3 separate regions of the Mus musculus genome follow, and all the other regions are linked to region 1. A link is a contact called in public HiChIP or PLAC-seq and promoter capture Hi-C data. All regions are on one chromosome and are shown on one strand. The core of a region is the stretch at or near the end of the contact, and the rest is flanking DNA. Distances in the headings are between cores, read along the strand shown. Region 1 holds the start of 4930573C15Rik (a long non-coding RNA gene). Region 2 overlaps Plut (PDX1 associated lncRNA, upregulator of transcription). Region 3 holds the start of Pdx1 (pancreatic and duodenal homeobox 1).

Region 1 (2,707 bases), core at 5-2,504:
TATTTTAAGATATTATTTGGGTAAAGGCAAAGAGAAAAGGTGCTGTTTAAGGGGTTCCCATAAGCCCCAGGAATGGTATGAATGGTTTAAAGTGTCCAACGATCTTGTCAGTACCCTACGTTCAGAGACCTGCTTGGAGACCTGCTTCCCCCCTTTGCAGCTGCCAGACTTTCCCCTTTAACTGTAGAGAGTGGAATTTTTCTCACTCCCTTACAACCAAATGCACTACTAGGTACATAAGTGAGAGACACCATTGAAATAAAATAAGAGACCTCTGCAGGTCAAGGGGAAGACTTTGGGAGTCTCACTGTGTAACCCCCTGATAGTCTGGGACATGCTACGTAGAGCAGGATGCACTCAAACTCAAAGAGATCCTCCTGCCTCTGCCTCTCAAGTGCTGCCGTTAAAGACATTCAGGGTCCTCACCTGCCACACCATGGTTTTCTCGGTTTTCTCGAGGAAGGATCCAGATGCCCTTCGCTAGAGATCAAACTGACACAAACATGAGCTACCCTGCAGATTCCCCTGGAGACGTTTCAGTGTGCTTCCCGGGGCAGTTAGAGGACCTCAGAGATCATCTTGTTTGGATACGATGTAACATCTGTACCTGCAGCCCTTGTGATGTACCTAGGAGACTGATGTGGCTACAAAGTCTATTTGGTTCTCTTTTTTTTGGGGGGGGGGGTGGCGGGCTTCAAGACAGGGTTTCTCTGTGTATCCTTGGCTGTCCTGGAACTCACTCTGTAGACCAGGCTGGCCTTGAGCTCAGAAATCTGAAGAGACATGCCCTGTTCCAGCCCTGAACTGACTGCCTTAAAAATTTTTTTTTCTGGTCAATTCTGTCCCCCAAATCCACTTGTTCTAGGCCAAATGACTGAGAAGCAAGAGAGAAGGAAAAGCAAAGAAGGAAACAGCTGTCAATAGGACCATCTCTCACCTTTGCATCTGAGGGTTTTTTTTTTCATTATACATATGTCTAGGTTAAAAAAAATGATGTATCATCCCACAACTTATTAAAAAGAAGGGGGGAGTTGGTGGTGCTGGTGGTAGAGAAGGAGGAGGGGGAGAAGGAGAAGGGGAGGAGGGGAGGAAAGGGTAGAGGAGGAGGAGGAGAAAGAGGAAAGAGATGTATAGAAAGAGTATCCACAACACACGTGAAGCCAGTCACAGGCGCCACTCAGTCTGCAGCTGGCCCAAGTTTATCTCTGACCATCCCCCCGGCAGTTTGAAACATTACAGTTCACTGATAACCAGAAATGACTAAGCGCTAAGGCTGCTCAAATATCACCCCTGTAGCACCAATAAAAAACCCATAACTCCTGGCCTGGCAGAGAACTGTGGCCAGCACGCTGAGGAAGGGATGGTTATATTACCCAACCACGGGTTACAAATGGCTTTGTAATCAGTATCTTCCATACCCAGCTTAGCCCGAGTGGCCCTCAAGCCAGCACAGCCCCGTGGCAGACCAGAGGCCTTCCACTTCCTGGAAAGTGGATGTCTGAGAATTGATCATTCCTGGAGCTAGCTCTCTCAGAGCTCCGTTCCGTCTCCATTCAACCTGATGCTAACGACAGCAGGGTCTGGCTGGCCCCACTTCTACCATAAGTAAGAGAGTCACAGGGCAATGAGAATTTCTCAAGGAATCTGAAGGCCCCCTTCCCCAAACTAGGAAAGGGGCCACATGGCAGCTGGGACAAAGATTGCTGTAATTTTAAAAATGATTTTTATCATTATTTTTATATTATGTGTATGATGAAGGGGTGGTTTTATGTGTACAATTTTATGTGTACGATGAAGGGATGGTTATTTTACGTGTATGAATGTTTGCCTGTATGTGGCTATGCGCAACACATGCATGCAGTACCCAAGGAGGCCAGAAGAGGGCATCAGATTCCCCCTGGATCTGGAGATTAATATGGTTGTGTGCCAACTGAGAGCCAGAAACCCAACCCAGATCCTCTGTGAAAACAGCCAGTGTTTTTAACCACTGAGCCATCTCTCTGGCCCACATTGTTACTGTTTTAAAGAGTGGTGCCTAGGAGACAAACAAACGTAATTAATTTTTAAATCTAGGGCTAAAATGAGATGTGCAGATAGCCACTCCCATTGACCCAGGCCCAAGGGCTGATTGAGTACCTGGGTGAATCTGTCCTATGGCTTTGTTCCATGCTACCAGCAGACAACCAGTCAGTGATATTACTCAGTGGCTAAAAAGGATGGTCTCTCTCTCTCTCTCTCTCTCTCCCTCCCTCCCCCCTCTCTTTCTTTCTTTCTTTCTTTCTTTCTTTCTTTCTTTCTTTCTAAATTGGTGTCATGTGGATAGTAAGATGCACACATTCTAACAGAATGTTGTGTGTGTACATGTTTGTGCATGCAGCAGCCAGACAATCGTTGGTGAAGAGCGTTCCTGTGTCCTGGTGTCCCCATCCCCTTCCCACACTCAGTCAGTCAATCCCCTCAGCCTTTTGCTCCGACAGAAGTATTATCTGAACGTCTAGCGCTGTAGATTTGTGGTATCTGGTTTTAGAAGTTAAATAAACGTATTCACAGCCAGGGTACCCTTAAGTCTCTGGCTTTTTATCATTCAACATTATGTCTTTGATATCTTTGTGTATTGGCTGTGTATAGTGTTTCATTGATGAGTTGTTGTTGTTGCTATTATTATTATTATTATTATTATTATTATTATTATTATTATATTACTACA
Region 2 (2,700 bases), core at 154-2,653, 530 kb after region 1:
TTCAAGAGGACTGACTGGAGGGCTCTGACAGGCCTGGTGTCAACAGTTGCGTGCTGCTGTGGTTAGCCATCTTCACGTTTCCTTGTGTGAATGTTGAACCTAAGCTGCAGGAAGCAGAACCGTGGCCTTCTCAGGAAATGTTTACATGTGTTCTTCAGGAAGGATTTTCCTTTCCACTCAGTGTTGGGAAAACAGGGCAAACAGCTGTGCTTTCTAAGGCCCACATTCCACCATCAGCCTTTCAGATCAGAATAAAGGACTTTTCTTATTGCCACCAGTTTGCCATAACTCAAGACATGTACCCCGTGTGAGGTCTGGAAGAGTCTTTGCTGGATGCGATCACAGGGGTCAGATAAAATGATATGCCCCTCCCACAAGGCCAACGCTAATGTTGACAGGAGGAAGGAAATGGCCCAAAAGTAAATGGAAGAGAAGGAGGAGGGTGAAAGGGGAGAGGGAGGAGGGTGGAATGGATGAGGCATTACTTACAGGGGTGTGGCCAACTTACCAGTGACCACAAGGCTAAAGAAAAATGTCTCTCTGTCCCTCAGAAAACATTAGCTTCTTTCAACCCTGATCAGAATCATGGGGATGGAGACATGACTCAGTGGCGAGGAGCCCTGGCTGCTCTTCCAAAGAGCCCAGGTTCAATTCCCAACCCAGGCATGGTGGTTCACACTCCTATAACTCCAATTCCAGGAGATGTGACGCCCGCTCCTGGCCTCCTTGGGCACTTGTCATGCAGGTGTTTCACAGATATCCATGCAGGCCAAACACCCGTATATACAAAGTAAGTAAATGAATACAATATAAAAAAATAATTTTTAATTGTTGGGACACACTGACATCTCAACAGGGCATATAACCCCTTTAAGTGGAGACCCTGATTGACTGAGGGAGTAGTAGGAAGGAAGAGAATAGCCTTTCTGGTGGTGGTCGGGTCCCTCACCTTTCTGATGGCAGTCGGTACCTCCGCAGCTCCTCCACCCCATATTCATTGACTCTTAAGTGCCAAGTGTGGTCATGCACCGCAGTCACCCACGGACACGGCTAAACTAGACTTCCGATCTCCACCCTAGCACACACCTACCAAACCAAAATTTTTGAAGAGGAGCTAGTTTAAGAGGCGAGGGGGTGTGGCTCAGCATCAGGGGGCTCCCAGATTCTATGCCTCACACCCAAAAGTGAAATCAGAGCTTTTACGTACCTGCTTGGGGGATCCGGTGCGGCACCAGGTCGGGCACCAAACTGTGAAAGTCCTCTGCAGACCCTGTCTCCTTCTCTAGCTGTCCTTGGGTCACAAGGGCAGCAGCTTGGTTAGTCACTCCATGACCTGCCTTGCCACTGCCTAACCTGTACTTCAGGGTGCCTCATAAGAAGTATAAGGAACGGCTGACTCACCCCAAGAACTTTGAAACCTGCAGATATAAGGTGGTGCCAACTCCTCACTGTACTTACCGGCACACCACAGAGAGCGCTCTTTGAGGACGTCTCAGCCACAGCTTCGCTGCCCACATGTCTGTCTTCCGTGACCTAAGTGACTGACCCCATAGCTCCTTGCTATATGAGAATCACAGAGCAAAGCATTTCCTCCGTAGCCTTTCTTCCTGGGATCTGCCCAGAACCTAGTGTTGAGTTTAATGCCGTGGACCTTAAACACTCCTCAGAGAACTAGCAGCAGTCAGCACACCACGCCTTTGCCAGGCGGCCAAAAGTCTCGGCGGGGCCAGTGGCTTTTATCCTGCAGATACCGAATTTCACATCTATCAATATTATCAGCTGGAGTGTTGTCGTTTTTATAAATGAGAACTGACTGCCCATAAATCATTCTCTGAGCAGGCCATTGTCAGGAGAAAGTGGCCATTCAGTTTACAAGCTAGCCAGACAGGTGTGCTAGTCACAAAGTCAGCAGATCTGGCAGGGAGAGAGAGCTCTCTTGTTCCTTCACTCCTGCAGAACACACACGGCTGGGACAGAGGCCATCGCCAGCAATCCCTGGCCTCTGCCTGTGATTTCCTCAATGTTCAGAGCCACAGCACGGAAGCCGCTCATGGCTGCAGCAGTGGTTCTCAACCTTCCTAATGTGGTGACCCTATTTAATAGGGTTCCTCATGTTGTGGGAACATTCTTTTTATTGCTACTTCATAACTGCAACTTTGCTATTGTTAGGACCTGTAATGTAAATTCCTGTGGTGCCTTCCAAAGGTCTGGCGGGGTGGGGGGGTGGGGGGGTCATGACCCACAGGTTGAGAACCTCTGGTTTAGAGGCTGAGGACATGCAGGGTGGAATCTTCCCTCAGCCCTCCTACCTCACTCCCTCTAACCCCATAACTGACATATCACTGGGATCTAGTTCAGATTTTCAAGTTGAGATGAAGTTTCATGACTGAAAAGACAATATAGATCCAGGTGTTGAGTACTTAGAATGGGTAAACTACTAGGATGTCTGTGAAATCCCTAGTTTGTCTCTCTCTCTCTCTCTCTCTCTCTCTCTCCCTCCCTTCCTTCCTTCCTTCTTTCTTTCTTTACTTTCTTTTCTTTCTTTCTCTCTCTCTCCCTTCCTTGCTTCCTTTCTCTTTTTGAGACAGAGTTTCTTCACGTAGCTCTGGCTGTCCTGGAACTTGCTCTGTAGACCAGGCTGGCCTTGAACTCAAAGATTCAGCTGCCTCTGCTTCCCGGGTGCTGGGACTAAAGGTGTGC
Region 3 (2,916 bases), core at 36-2,535, 570 kb after region 1:
GAGGCCCTCTGCAAGGCGCAAAGAGGTCCAAATTCTCCAAAAATCTTCCAGTGTCCTTGGAGGACCAGGTCAGAGGCAGAGCAAGCAACTTATGAGTCAGCAGCCTGGGTCATATCAACTCCAGACAAGAAACACGGTGATCACTGGCAGTTAGTCTATCCTTGCCAGCGCTGTGCACACCCACATTAAAGTAACTGACTTAAAGGCTGCGCCCCCCTCACCCCCAGTATCCAGAGTATCTGACAGATGGAGGCCAGGCACAGACATCCTCAATATGCAGCATTTTAATCGCGATTTCTGCGCACCCCACAGCCTTGCCCAGCTGCCTGCCCTGTTTCAACAACATGAAAAATGGGTTTTCTGTGCGGGGGGGGGGGGACGGGACGACTAGAGACTAGAAATTCCACTAAAGACGCCAGGATGGTCACAGATCTGAAAACCCGGTGCCAACCCCTTGCCCAACTGCTCAACCACAAAGGCAACACTTCTCTGTGCCTTCCGCACATTTGGGAGTGTGTTCTGAGTTAATCAAATAAGTTCCAATCCCCAAAATTAAATCTAATAACTTCAACTTAAGAAAAAACATAAGCCACTGTGATTCCCCCCCCCCCAGACCTAACAGTCAGAAGGCTAGAAGTATAGGGAACGCAGATACAGATAAAAATAAAACGAAATAAAGGGATAGTTTGAGCAATAAAACAAAAAACGACAGCTTCAGGCTTACAGCGCTGAGTTCTGCAAGCATTTCTCAAAAACTGTATTTTTCAACAGTTGCACCCTAACGTTTTGCAAGTCATATTATTGAGCTGATATTTACATACATTATACAAAAATACAAGAAAATTAAAAGTTAGACGCTGTGCCTTACACCTGCAACCCCAGAACTGGGGAGGAAAAGGAGTTTGAAGCCAGCCTGGACTACATCTTGAGTTGCAGGCCAGCCAGGCTACAAAATTAGACCTCCACCCCCTGTCTTAAAACAAAACCAAAAACAAACAAAAAACATAGCGAGGGGGAAGAGGAGATGTAGACTTTTTTTTTAAGCTCATTGGGAGCGGTTTTGTAAAGAGTAAAGGTTCTGGTATTTTTGTGCGCCCCGTTTTGGAGAGCTCCACAGCAGCAAGCAGGGATCAGGCGACTGAGAGAGAAAATTGAAACAAGTGCAGGTGTTCGCGGGCACCTAAGCCTCCTTCTTAAGGCAGTCCTCCAGGCCAATGATGGCTCCAGGGTAAACCACGTGGGGTGCCCCAGAGCCTATGGCACGGCGGCCGGCTTGTCCCCAGCCAGCCTCTGGTTCCCCAGGAGAGCAGTGGAGAACTGTCAAAGCGATCTGGGGTGGCGTAGAGAGTCCGCGAGCCACCCAGCGCCTAAGGCCTGGCTTGTAGCTCCGACCCGGGGCTGCTGGCCCCCAAGTGCCGGCTGCCACCATGAACAGTGAGGAGCAGTACTACGCGGCCACACAGCTCTACAAGGACCCGTGCGCATTCCAGAGGGGCCCGGTGCCAGAGTTCAGCGCTAACCCCCCTGCGTGCCTGTACATGGGCCGCCAGCCCCCACCTCCGCCGCCACCCCAGTTTACAAGCTCGCTGGGATCACTGGAGCAGGGAAGTCCTCCGGACATCTCCCCATACGAAGTGCCCCCGCTCGCCTCCGACGACCCGGCTGGCGCTCACCTCCACCACCACCTTCCAGCTCAGCTCGGGCTCGCCCATCCACCTCCCGGACCTTTCCCGAATGGAACCGAGCCTGGGGGCCTGGAAGAGCCCAACCGCGTCCAGCTCCCTTTCCCGTGGATGAAATCCACCAAAGCTCACGCGTGGAAAGGCCAGTGGGCAGGTAAGCCTGGCTCTTTCTCCCTTTCTCTTTCCCTAGTCTGGACTTGGCTGCTACTGCCTTCAAGAACTCCCCCGGGCCTTTTCTCACAAGTTCCTCTGAAACCCGCAAGGATAATGCAGGCTTAGAATAAAGTCTATGCAAGCCAGTAAGTCCACTCATGTTGGCAGCTTGTTCTCCATTCAACACTCTTCCCTCCTTGCGCTTGTCCTGAGCCTTTCTTACCCTGGGAGCCAACTCCCACGCTGGAGAAAGAAGAGGCCTAGCCAGGCTCAGAACTCCCGAACTCTCTGGATCTTTCTGCAGAGAGGAACCTGGACTCCCGGACCCCAAGGGCCCCAAGCAAGTTATGCAAGATGTCTCTGATGATGGAGTCCCTTGGAAACCCTAGGCCCCTTCACTTCCCGGCTCTATCCTAGTGGCCTTATTAGAGAAACGGGGCCTCCTAGGGGCAGTAGGAGTAGGAGAAACACAGGAAGAAGGGAAAGGAAAATTGCGTCCATCCAGGTAGGCCCTGGAGTAGGATGAGGGGTGGGGGTGAACAGGGAGAGGCTGTACCAACGCGAGGTGCTCACCGGGAGGGTTGAAAGGCAGGTGGTTCACTCTCTCGGAGTCTGGCAGTTGGCAGAGGTCTCTGGGGTGCCAATTCTTTTTGAACCAACCCAACGTGTTTGAAGGGTCCTCTCTGGAGCCGCGTCCCAGGAAGCAAATATGCAGAAGAAGGGGCCTCCTCCCTGCTGTCCGGCTCAAAGAAGCAAGACACCCTGGCTTTCCTTAGCCCTAGGCGCCTGCTTTGTGATAAAGTCCTTCCTTCCAGCAGAGGCGAAGCGGAGCAAGCCCTAGGTCCCTTCCCGCCGGATGCTGGCAGCCAATTCGTGTGGGGGCCTGTGCCCGCCGCTCCACAATGTTATCTCTTCCGGTCTACAGCCACTTCTGGTCACACCTGGACTGCAAATAGCTGCTCTTTCTTTTGCTTTCCGACTGACTGTCGGGAGCAGGAGCGAAGGGTTAAGACGCTGGAGTTGCCATCCCCTGAGAATTCTCAACGTTGTCCTCCGGTCCTAAGGCGCCTGGTCTGACACT

Evidence for each region. HiChIP or PLAC-seq counts read pairs in DNA pulled down with a chosen protein or histone mark. Capture Hi-C pulls out chosen DNA fragments and counts their contacts.
Region 2: an HNF4G HiChIP or PLAC-seq map of pancreatic cancer cells shows a contact between it and region 1. The contact joins the enhancer-like site here to the promoter of 4930573C15Rik in region 1. A contact is called at or near these places in 2 of 15 datasets of contacts at CTCF or cohesin (embryonic stem cells and large pre-B cells), 75 of 484 Hi-C or Micro-C datasets (the AML12 cell line, B cells, the C10 cell line and 43 more), 5 of 115 datasets of contacts at active chromatin or transcription factors (astrocytes, embryonic basal ganglia, embryonic stem cells and 2 more) and 3 of 9 other capture datasets (embryonic stem cells, embryonic tail and embryonic trunk).
Region 3: a contact with region 1 is called in a promoter capture Hi-C map of liver, with 6 times the contacts expected there. The contact joins the promoter of Pdx1 here to the promoter of 4930573C15Rik in region 1. A contact is called at or near these places in 3 of 39 promoter capture datasets (liver and neural stem cells), 1 of 484 Hi-C or Micro-C datasets (bone marrow-derived macrophages), 7 of 115 datasets of contacts at active chromatin or transcription factors (acute myeloid leukemia, embryonic basal ganglia, embryonic hindbrain and 3 more) and 2 of 9 other capture datasets (adipose tissue and liver).

Annotation. Positions count from the first base shown.
Region 1 is chr5:146,702,583-146,705,289 of GRCm38.p6, forward strand. 4930573C15Rik (a long non-coding RNA gene) reads left to right here and starts at 1,255. Exons shown (of 2, transcript XR_868703.2): 1 at 1,255-1,605.
Region 2 is chr5:147,234,203-147,236,902 of GRCm38.p6, forward strand. All of the region lies in intron 3 of Plut (PDX1 associated lncRNA, upregulator of transcription), which reads right to left. It overlaps Gm38750 (a long non-coding RNA gene), which reads right to left. Exons shown (of 3, transcript XR_868709.1): 3 at 2,676-2,700. Among named protein-coding and RNA genes, the nearest start is that of Gm38750, 3.0 kb to the right of the region's middle. Within about 2 kb of position 1,404, at least 20 of the 459 cell types and tissues checked have an H3K27ac peak or open chromatin away from gene starts, as enhancers often do. A contact at or near this core is called in intestinal villus epithelium and pancreatic cancer cells, where this site is marked.
Region 3 is chr5:147,268,812-147,271,727 of GRCm38.p6, forward strand. It overlaps Pdx1 (pancreatic and duodenal homeobox 1), which reads left to right and starts at 1,286. Exons shown (of 2, transcript NM_008814.4): 1 at 1,286-1,836. The coding sequence starts at 1,428. Plut (PDX1 associated lncRNA, upregulator of transcription) reads right to left here and starts at 2,710. Exons shown (of 6, transcript NR_038157.1): 1 at 2,409-2,710.